Regions from separate parts of the Bos taurus genome. Here region 2 is linked to region 1. Evidence: chromatin contacts called from public Hi-C data. All regions are on one chromosome and are shown on one strand. The core of a region is the stretch at or near the end of the contact, and the rest is flanking DNA. Distances in the headings are between cores, read along the strand shown. Region 1 has its middle 53 kb from the start of MIR584-1. Region 2 has its middle 37 kb from the start of MIR2285DC.

Evidence for each region. Hi-C and Micro-C count contacts between places; a contact is called where the count stands out from the background.
Region 2: a Hi-C map of liver shows a contact between it and region 1, with 4 times the contacts expected there. A contact is called at or near these places in 2 of 11 Hi-C or Micro-C datasets (liver and skeletal muscle).

Annotation. Positions count from the first base shown.
Region 1 is chr14:66,963,742-66,969,567 of ARS-UCD2.0, reverse strand. No RefSeq gene overlaps it. Among named protein-coding and RNA genes, the nearest start is that of MIR584-1, 53 kb to the left of the region's middle.
Region 2 is chr14:67,780,485-67,786,310 of ARS-UCD2.0, reverse strand. No RefSeq gene overlaps it. Among named protein-coding and RNA genes, the nearest start is that of MIR2285DC, 37 kb to the left of the region's middle.

The DNA of each region.
Region 1 (5,826 bases), core at 2,403-4,902:
TGTTTGGGCTTACTATAACTTCATGAGTTTTAAAACAACAAGCATAAGACTTCCAACTTTGTTCCTTTTTAAAACTTTTTAGCTATTTGAGATCCTTTGAGATTCCATATGAATTTTTGAATATATTTTCTATTTCTGCAAAAGTTCACTATTGGGATTTTGATAGGGATTGCATTGAATCTGTAAATCATTTTGAATAATATTGACATCTTAACAGTATTCAGTCTTCCAATCTACAAATAAGGAATGCTGTCTTAGCTTGGGCTGCTATAACAACATACCTTAGATTGGGTAACTTACACAGCAGACATTTATTTCTCACAGCTCTGGATGCTAGGAAGGCCAGGCAGGATCAAGTTCCCATCCGATTCAGTTCTTGCTGAAGGCCCTCTTCCTGGCTGATAAGCAGTCACCTTCACAATACGTGCTCACATGATCTTTCCTTGGTGTGTGCTCATGGAGAGATCTCAGGTCTCTTCCTCTTTTTATGAGGGCAATAATCTCACCATGAGGGCCCCACCTTCATGGGCTAATCTAACCCTAATTACTCCCCAAAAGCCCTAACTCCAAATATCATCCATTGAAGACTAGAGCTTCAAAATATGGGTTTGGGGGGAACACAAATATTCAATCCACAGCAAATGCCTTTATATCTGTTTGTGTCTTAATTTCTTTCAGCAACAATTTGTTGTTTTCAGTGTACAGGCCTTTTATCTCTTTGGTTAAGTTTATTCCTAAGTATTTGATTCTTTTTGATGCTATTATAAATGGAATTGTTCTCTTAATTCCCTTTGCAAATGGTTCATTGTTAGTATAGAGAAATGAGGCTCATGGGACTTTCCTGGTGGCTCAGTGGCTAGGACTCCAAGCTCCCAGTGCAGGGGGCCTGGGTTTGATCCCTGGTTGGGGAACTAGGTTCCACACGCCACAACTAAAGATCCCGCCTGCTGCAACTAAGATCCAGTGCACCAAACAAATAAATAAAAATCAATGTTTAAAAAATGCAGCTGATTATTATATGTTGATCTTGTACACTGCAACTTCAGTGAATTCATTTATTGCTTCTAACAGTTTGTGGGATCTTTGGAGATTTCTACATATAATATCATGTTATCTATAAACAGATAATTTTACTTCTTCCTTTCCAATTTGAATGCCTTCTATTTTTTTCTTGGCTAGTTGCCCTGGCTTTAGTAGTTAACTTTAAACATTTTAGAAGAGCAGTCACTTTTCTGAAAATGTATACAAATATTTTAATTGCTTACATTTATTTTAATTTACATTTTTATTAAATGTATTCAAATTTTCTAGACTTTGAATACACATGTATTTTATTTTTTCATCCTGTAGAACATTTTTTTCAGCAGAGTACAAATTATGTAAAAATCTGGATTATAAGAACACAATTCATGATTTTGCTGAATTGATGGCAATAAAAATATAGTTTTTGGAATACATATATAATAAATTGCAAATTATGTATGTCTAGCCCAATAACAGAATACCCAGGCATGGATGATAATAATTAAATTCAAACATTTTCTTATATTTTTCTGATTTTTAGTCATTATGTATGTATATTTTTCAAAACAGGATGCTACAACACATTTAGTTTAATAGTTTGATAGTTTCATTTATAATGTTTAAATATTTAGGCATATATAAAAGTTTCTCTCAGTCAAGAAGCCCAAGCATAGCTAGCCCAAGCTGGCCTACTGCTCTGTGCTCTTAGCCAGAGCCTCACAATGTTTGATAGGGGCTAACTTGGACTTGAAAGTGAGAATACAGTAGACATCTCATGGATGGAAGTTACTCTGACGTGATAACTGCCTCTCTATACCACAGCCAGGATGATATTAAACATTTATAAACCTGATTATGCACTCTGTTGCTTGGAGACCTCTGGTAACTTCTCTTTGCACTTGAGATAAAATTCGCAATATGGAGGCCCTGCATGTCCTAGCCCGCCATGTCTTCCTTCCCCATCTCTGTGTGCATGCTGCTTTTTCTCTCTTCACTCTGGCCATGGAGACTTTTATTCCAGTTCAGCCTGCACACCCCCTCCCACCCCAAGACCTCTCCAGACGCACTTCCTTCTCCCTGTGATGCCCTCCTCACCCCTTTCCTGTCTAGTTAACTCCTGCTTGTCCATTGGACTCCCCCTAAGATGCCTTCTTCCAAGAAGCCTCCTTTGAATCTTTGGACTAGATAAATCCTAATAACAACAAAACTAAAAATTATTTTGATGAGCATATATAAAATTATTGACCGTTCACTCTCGAATAGTTAGAGACGTAAGCTCTTCACATGTATGCATGCACCTTTTTCATTCTTCCAAAAGTCCTCCCCTCCATTTTTACAAAGAGAGAAATCAAGGCTTAGACAAGTTTAGTCACTAGCCCACAGTCACATTATTAATGAGCTGAGGCAAGATTTTAATCAAGGCTGTCCAACCCCAGAGCTTATATGTTTAATCTCAGTTGTTTTCTTTGTAAGGGCCCTATTTTGTCGCTCATTCCACATGTTTATTCTGTTGGGTGCCAGGTACTGAGAGCTTCTGTGGGTAGATCGGAGAGCAACAAGACAGATAAGGCTCCTGGACTCAGGGAACTTTGTTCCACTGGGGGACTGAGGCCAGAAAAAGTAAGAGTAAACAGATGAACGAGATCATTCCTATGGAGGAATCAAACAGGTTCCATGAGAGAGTAAGTGAGGAGAGCCTGCTCCTGAGAGGATGGGCTCAGATGGTCTCTCTAAAGAAGGGGCATTTGAGCTGAGTCCTGAAAGGTGATAGGGCAGGGCTAGCTAATTGTCCACCAAAATCCAGTCTACCTTTCTTTGAAGTGATAACAGATCCCTTAAATCTTCACTAGAGTATATCCTGCAACCCTCCTTGTGATTAGAGGTAGCTATGTGATTATGTTCTGGCGAATGGCTTAAAACCAGAAGTAGCATGAGAAACTTCCAGAAAGTCTCCTAACGAGAGTTGCAGGGGTGGGTGTGCCCTTCTCCTCCCATCCTCTTTCTTCTTGGAAGGTTGAAGCAGCAGCATCAGACTTGAACCACAAAATGAACTTGGGAAGCACACTCAGCAGAGACGAAAACAGGAAGGACTACAGGTCCCTGAGACTATGGAGTACCCTATCGGGCCTGGACTGACTCACTCAGATAAATTTTATGGCTGTTGTACTTCCTACTGAAGGATGACTAGACTTCTTTATGATTCTGAAGATTTAATACTGCTGTTTGGGAAGTGTAGACCATGCACTTTATGCAAAAGCTTTTAACCACTGCAGTGACTGACTCAACATCCTCAGGAAGTCACTATAGACGCCTTCGGCAGCTGCCCCTGACTCCCGGTCACAGGAAATGGCTGGTTTTCCTTTCTCTCTGGCTTGCCTTTGGAAGGCGTCTGGAAGGCGTTTGGCATGCCGGAAGGGCCACCCACTTGATCAGATGGCACCTGTCAAACTGATAGATAAAAACTGTCAAAATGCAGATCTCTGAGAATTGCCTCCATGGCATATTTGCAATTTCACAAACACATTTAAAAGCTCAGATAAAGCTTTTGATGTCCCTGATCTTTGCACTTCCAAATGGTGGCTGAAGAAACAGAAATCAGTCTTCTTTGCAAGCCTTCAAAGTGGTGAAATTGCCTAAATCAGTTTGTGGATTATTCTCTGACTACCAAAGGTCAAGGAAGGGTTTTTGTTTGTTCCTCCTTCCTGAAACACTTTCACATTCTCTTCCAGGTACTTTTGTTCTAGGAAATTGAAATTCATTATTTATCTGTTTGATATACAAGTCTGAATTCCCAATAAGGCCTTGACCACCTTTTCCAAAAACTGAAATGATCTTTTCAGAAACAGTTGTATAAACATTCTATTAAGAAATAGTAAATAGAACTTTACCAGAATGGAGGTAAATGAGTAAGGGCAAGAACTGACTCTTTTATCAACATAGTTAAAGCTCATGAAGTCACAAATGTGTCGTTTCCCCAGAAAATCCTGTGTAAAATCCAGATTTTATAAAATTCTGTGTGCTGAGGTTGTTAGGCTACCCTTTGTATGAACTGGGACTTGATCATGGCAGCAAGAGGGATATATGATCTTGTACTTGTTTTTCAAGAATTTTTAACTTGGTCATCAGTGTGTAAGGGTGACCCTCACTGTAAGGATGACAGAATGGAAGTGAGCATACATTGAGATGAGCTCAGAGGCTGAGCCTTGGAGTCTTCACTATCATTATGACCCTCTTTACAAGAATTCTGTAGGTAATTGACAGAAATATACTTTAACTTCACACACAAAAAAGGCGGGGGGAGGTATCAGATAGAATGCAAAGATACTGAGATCTTAGTATAGTGAGGCCTCAGGAATTTAACCAGAGTCTGACCTCTGCTTAGCAATAATTTCCAACCTTTTTCACCTTACAAGTATTAGACAAAACAATGATATTTCTATGGCCCCTGGAGACAAAATAATGAGAATACTTCACACAATGGGGAAGTGACTTACTTCTTGGCACTGATTAGCTGCCCAAATTCAGCCCTTTCTTTAGTCTCTCAATTACCAAGTTCTTAGGAAACAACCAGGCTTCCCTTTTGGCTCTCCTGGTAAAGAATCCGCCTGCAATGCAGGAGACCTGGGTTTGATCCCTCCCTGAGTTGGGAAGATCTCCTGGAGAAGGGAAAGGCTACCCACTCCAGTATTCTGGCCTGGAGAATTCCATGGACCGTGTAGTCCATGGGGTCACAAAGAGTCAGACACGACTGAGCGACTTTCACTTTTCACTAGGAAACAATCATAGCCAACACTTATAGAGTCCTGTTAAGGCAGGCACTGTTCTCAGCACTGTTCATGGATTTCATTCACTCATGAAATCTTCACACAATCCTGTACGTTGGGTATTATATATTCCTAGAAACAAGAAAACTCAGGACTTAGAGGCTAAATCATGTGCCCAGGGTCACATGGTCAGCAGTGGAAGCCATGTTGTAATTTACTTTGGCTGGAGTTTGCCCTTCACCCTAAACTAGGGTGCCTCTACTGGGCATCAAAGCTGTCTATAAAAGGAAATGAGTTGATTGGCTGAGCTTCAGGTACCCATCCCTGAACCAATCAGGGATAAGAAGGGCGTAGGATCACACTGGAGAAAGCAACTTGGTGCCCCTGCTACACCCAGGGAAAGATGCAGGAAGGGGCTAAACTTAGCTCAGGAGAGCTTGCAGCTGCTCCTGAGCAACATCTTCCTCCTCTCTTTCCTCCTTTCAGGGGCCCAAGGCTGACTTAGTTACTCTCTTCAGTTCACAACACATTACTGTCATGGTGTTTCTCTTTCTTTATTTTATCTTATCCCTCTTCTCCACTTCTGTTCTCCACCTGTCGTCAAAGGCAGCCATGCTACTCTGTTTGATAGAAATCGTTTCATTTATATATGTTCTTATATCATACATATTGTTTTGTGTGTGTGCATTTTTAATTTACATATATGACATCAGGCTACAGGGCCCATTCTTTGTCTTCCTTTTGCCATTCAGTCTTGTATTCAAAAGGTATATAAAAGGTTGCCAGGCTGCCAGCCCATTGCTTCCAACAACAACATATACATATGGTCTGAACCATTTTACTATTCCCCAACCCAAGTCCGGCCCAGTCATGGACAAACGGGTTCTGTGGGTCAATTCGCCCAACCTGGGAGCCCCCTCGTCTGGCGAGGCCCCTCCCTGCCTGCTGCAGAGTCCCTCCTCTGTGCAGTCAGAGTCCCCCATGCTCGCCTCCATCATGGCGGAGACCACGGAGCAGCTCAGCTAAAGATGCGGAAATG
Region 2 (5,826 bases), core at 836-3,335, 820 kb before region 1:
TATTTGTTCTAGCTCTGTGAAGAATACTGTTGGTAGCTTGATAGGGATTGCATTGAATCTATAAATTGCTTTGGGTAGTATACTCATTTTCACTATATTGATTCTTCCAATCCATGAACATGGTATATTTCTCCATCTATTAGTGTCCTCTTTGATTTCTTTCACCAGTGTTTTATAGTTTTCTATATATAGGTCTTTAGTTTCTTTAGGTAGATATATTCCTAAGTATTTTATTCTTTCCGTTGCAATGGTGAATGGAATTGTTTCCTTAATTTCTCTTTCTGTTTTCTCATTATTAGTGTATAGGAATGCAAGGGATTTCTGTGTGTTGATTTTATATCCTGCAACTTTACTATAGTCATTGATTAGTTCTAGTAATTTTCTGGTGGAGTCTTTAGGGTTTTCTATGTAGAGGATCATGTCATCTGCAAATAGTGAGAGTTTTACTTCTTCTTTTCCAATTTGGATTCCTTTTATTTCTTTTTCTGCTCTGATTGCTGTGGCCAAAACTTCCAAAACTATGTTGAATAGTAATGGTGAAAGTGGGCACCCTTGTCTTGTTCCTGACTTTAGAGGAAATGCTTTCAATTTTTCACCATTGAGGATAATGTTTGCTGTGGGTTTGTCATATATAGCTTTTATTATGTTGAGGTATGTTCCTTCTATTCCTGCTTTCTGGAGAGTTTTTATCATAAATGGGTGTTGAATTTTGTCAAAGGCTTTCTCTGCATCTATTGAGATAATCATATGGTTTTTATTTTTCAATTTGTTAATGTGATGTATTACATTGATTGATTTGCGGATATTGAAAAATCCTTGCATCCCTAGGATAAAGCCCACTTGGTCATGGTGTATGATCTTTTTAATGTGTTGTTGGATTCTGATTGCTAGAATTTTGTTAAGGATTTTTGCATCTATGTTCATCAGTGATATTGGCCTGTAGTTTTCTTTTTTGTGTGGGATCTTTGTCAGGTTTTGGTATTAGGGTGATGGTGGCCTCATAGAATGAGTTTGGAAGTTTACCTTCCTCTGAAATTTTCTGGAAGAGTTTGAGCAGGATAGGTGTTAGCTCTTCTCTAAATTTTTGGTAGAATTCAGCTGTGAAGCCATCTGGACCTGGGCTTTTGTTTGCTGGAAGATTTTTGATTACAGTTTCAATTTCCGTGCTTGTGATGGGTCTGTTAAGATTTTCTATTTCTTCCTGGTCCAGTTTTGGAAAGTTGTACTTTTCTAAGAATTTGTCCATTTCTTCCACGTTGTCCATTTTATTGGCATATAATTGTTGATAGTAGTCTCTTATGATCCTTTGTATTTCTGTGTTGTCTGTTGTGATCTCTCCATTTTCATTTCTAATTTTATTGATTTGATTTTTCTCCCTTTGTTTCTTGATGAGTCTGGCTAATGGTTTGTCAATTTTATTTATCCTTTCAAAGAACCAGCTTTTGGTTTTGTTGATTTTTGCTATGGTCTCTTTTGTTTCTTTTGCATTTATTTCTGCTCTAATTTTTAAGATTTCTTTCCTTCTACTACCCTGCATCCAAGCAGCCACTGCCATTTGGCTGCTCAGCCACTGAGAGGGCAGGAGACGGGCGTGTCCAGCTCAGCCCTTCACCCTGCTCATCCCGAGCAGCGCGGAAAGGCAGAAGCAGGCCAGTCTGCAGGGTCTGAGCCTCCAAGGCTCCAAAAGGCACCCTCCAGCCCCTGCCTCAAATGAAGGTTGGCCTCCTGTGCTTTTATGGGTTAACTGTGGTTTTGGGGAATCAATCTGTTCATATTACTAATACCAAAAAACACTTTGAAAGTCATTATGGTACAGCAGAAAGAGCTTTCTATTCCCACGCCACCCTCCCCACACTATTTTATTTTTTTTAAGTCAAACTAAGTGTGAAGTGAAAGTCACTCAGTCATATCTGACCCCATGGTGGATACAGTCCATGGAATTCTCCAGGCCAGATTACTGGAGTGGGTAGCCATTCCCTTCTCCAGGGGATCTTCCCAACCAAGGGATTTCAAATCCTGGCTCTGTCCCTTACCAGCTGTGTTGAACTTGTACAAATCACGTCAATTCTGGAGGCTTCTGTTTGCTCATCTCTGGGGCAAGGTCAGAGTGATATCATTGGTTTACTAGGAATCTCAGTTCATTGGGGACATAAACATGAAACGGTTTATTTTTCCTGAAATTGATTCCAAACTCTCCACGCCACCCCCAACCCCCATGCCCCGCCGACATTTCTCGCTGGGTAGCAGCTCCTCTGAATGACGAGTCAGCCCAATTCCATGTATTTCAGTCGCTTTTTATTATTAAGGGGTTATATTCAGTCCTTAAGATTCTGCTTTGTTTGTTTTAAAATTTCAGTCTTCTATCCATTTCAAATACTTTCTCTTCCCTCTTAAAATTGCCAGACGAAATGCAGAATGCCCGTGAAATTAAGAGTTTTAGATAAATAAGTTTTTAATATACGTACTTTTCATTTTGCTTGTTAAATCGGGGAACCCTCCCTCAAGCACAGGCTTTAGGGAGGTGGTTCCCAACTCAGGCCATTCATTAAAAATTTCAATGCCTGTGTTCCATTCCAGATCAGTTAAGTTGGCATATCTGGGCATACCAAGAGGTGTTTTTTTTTTTTTTTTTAAGTTTCCCCAGCGTTGAGACTATTCCACGGTTTTGCAGGGTGGTCTGGCTTCCTCTGGCTCTACAAACATCTCCCACTTCCCAGCATGCTTTGCTTTGGTTTTTGGGTGTAGAGAAAGCTGAGGTCAGTCTCATTTTATTAGACTACTGATTGTAAACTAGTAACCCTCTCCACTGGTCACCACAGTACTTCCATTTGACACCAACAGGCTATTTGTTCCCAGTGTGTGGCGGCAGTCCAAATATGGGCTCTCCTGTGAAGCGCATTTTGTCAGTTCTCTGGAGGGCCTGTGAGTGTGTGTGTGTGTGTGAAGGGTCTTCCTTCTGTGTGCCCCCTGGTGTAGTGGTGGAGGTGGTTTAGTGTCTAAGTCATGCCGACTCTTCTGGGAGCCCGTGGGCTGTAGCCCACCAGGCTCCTCTCTCCATGGGATTTCCTAGGCAAGAATACTGGAGTGGGTTGCCATTTCCTTTTCTGCTCCCTGGTGTAGAGATTTGCCTCCCCAAATCAGCTGTCTGCCGGAAGTAACTTCCACCCCCAACAATTTCTTGCTGCTTGCTGCCCAGCACCATGTTACACTCATAATAACTCAGGCTTTTTGAGGTTTTCTATGTGCCCAGCCCTGTGCTCAGCTATTGCAAACGTTATCTTGCTTTAATCCTAGAAACAGGGTGGATTCCCCACTTTTCAGATAAGTAAATATTAACTAGGAGACTTTAAGTAATTTGCTGAAGGTCATACAGCTAATAAAAATCAGAGCTCAAACTTGGCTCCAATATCTTGCCTTTACCACTATAATTTATAAATACTCCTAATGTAATGCGATTTATTAAACTTATCTTGCTGTCTACTACACAGCAGGCACTTAGTAGATATTAGTTCTCTTCCTAGATAACCTCATACTCGAAATCTATCATCATTGAGTACAATTTTATACCTTTCAGTCCAAGTTCCTTGGAAACAATTTAAAGCTTTGTTTCATCATCCCTATATAGTAATCTATTAACCAATTTACTCTTTTAAAACATGTAGTATATGTCAGGTTCTGTGCTAGCACCAAGATAGAGAGTAAGAAAACTTTAGCATTCATTTCTTGTGGCTGCTGCTACAAATTACCACAAACTTGGTCACTTAACAGAAATTTATTCTCTCACAGTTCTGGAAGCTGGGAGACTGAAATCAAGGTGTCAGCAGGACCACATTCCCTCTGAAGATTCTAGGGGACCATCTCCTTGTCTATTGCAGTTTATGGTGAATCAAGGTATTCCTTGGATTGTGGCGGCATCACCCAATCTCTGCCTTGGTCTTCACATGACCTTCTCCCTGTGTTTATGTCCATACTTATCATTGATTCTAGGACCTACCCGTACAATCCAGGATGAATTCACATACCCTAATGGCAGAAAGTGAAGAGGAATTAAAGTCCCTCTTAATGAAGATGAAAGAGGACAGTAAAAAAAAATGGTTTAAAACTCAATGTTCAAAAACTAAGATTCATGGCATCTGGTTCCATCCCCTACTGGCAAATAGATGGGGAAAAAATGGAAACAGTAGCAGATTTTATTTTCTTGAGCTCCAAAATCACTGCAGATGGTGACTGCAGCCATGAAATTAAAAGACTCTTGCTCCTTAGAAGGAAAGCTATGACAAATCTAGATAGCATATTAAAAAGCAGAGACATCACTTTGCCAACAAATGTCCATATAGTCAAAGCTATGGTTTTTCCAGTAGTCATGTACTGATGTGAGAGTTGGGCCATAAAGAAGGCTGAGTGCCAAATAATTGATGCTTTTGAACTGTGGTGTTGGAGAAGACTCTTGACAGTCCCTTGGACTGCAAGGAGATCCAACCAGTCCATCCTAAAGGAAATCAGTCCTGAATATTCACTGGAAGGACTGATGCTGAAGCTGAAGCTCCAATACTTTGACCACCTGATGACAAGAGCAGACTCCTTGGAAAAGTCCCTGATGCTGAGAAAGATTGAGGGCAGGAAGAGAAGGGGGATGACAGAGGGTGAGATGGTTGGATGGCATCACCAACTCAATGGACATGAGTTCGAGCAAGCTCCGGGAGATGGTGAAGGACAGGGAAACCTGTTGTGCTGCAGTTCATGGGGTTGCAAAGAGTCAGACAAGATTTAGTGACTGACCAACAATGACTCATCTCAAGGTCCTTAATTTCATTACATCTGCAAAGACTCTTTTTACAAAAAAGGTCACATTCACAGCTTCCATGAGTTAGGATATAGCCATATTTTTTGGGGGTAGAGGGTACTATTTAACAATACAAAATTATAATGGAGCTTCCCAAGTGGCGCTAGTGATAAAGAACCTGCCTGCCAATGGAGGAGACTTAAGAGATGTGGGTTTGATCCCTGGTTCGGGACGATCCCCTGAGTGGGGCATGGCAATCCACTCCAGTATTCTTGCCTGGAGACTCCCACAGACAGAGGAGCTTGAAGGGCTAAGTCCATTGGGTTGCAAAGAGTTGGACATGACTAAAGTGACTTAGCACACACAGCACAAAATTATAATGTGGTGTGTTGGAAAGAACTTGAGTTTGGTCTTTGGAGTGAAAAAATACATATATCAAATTCCACCCAAGGCATTAACTCAGGAAAATTATTCATATTTTCTAACATGCCAGTTCAGGTCTTCTGAGAAACAGTTGGAATTAGATGTGCAAGGGGTTTATTGGAGGACATCCTTGTGGGATTCCTCAGGGATCCTTACTTGTAGTTTCACCAGATGGACTGTTCTGCATGATTATATCTAGCTGCAAGGGAGTCTAGGAAGAATATATTAACTTCCCCATCTTTATTGTACAGATAGGCAAGAGGGAGAGGGGATTTTGAGTATCTGATACATAATGTCTAGATAACACAATGCCTGGACCATACAATATCGGTGTCCACAGTGCCTGTGGCATGGCATTTGGAAGCTTCAGTTCCTATCATAGAAGCAAAGTGCCTAAATTGGCCGAAATCTTTGTTTGAGGAGGAGGGAAGGGTCATCATGGTGATGTTTGGAAGTGTACTGCTTTGTCAGATGAACAAGGACATTTCAGGCAGAAGATGTGCATATGCGAAGATGCAGATCTGTGGGTCAGAAAGGCCTGCTGAAGAAATGGTCAGCAGTTTGGAGAAGTTAGACCATAGATAATGAAGTAGAGAGTGTTGAAACCTGATGAAAAGCAC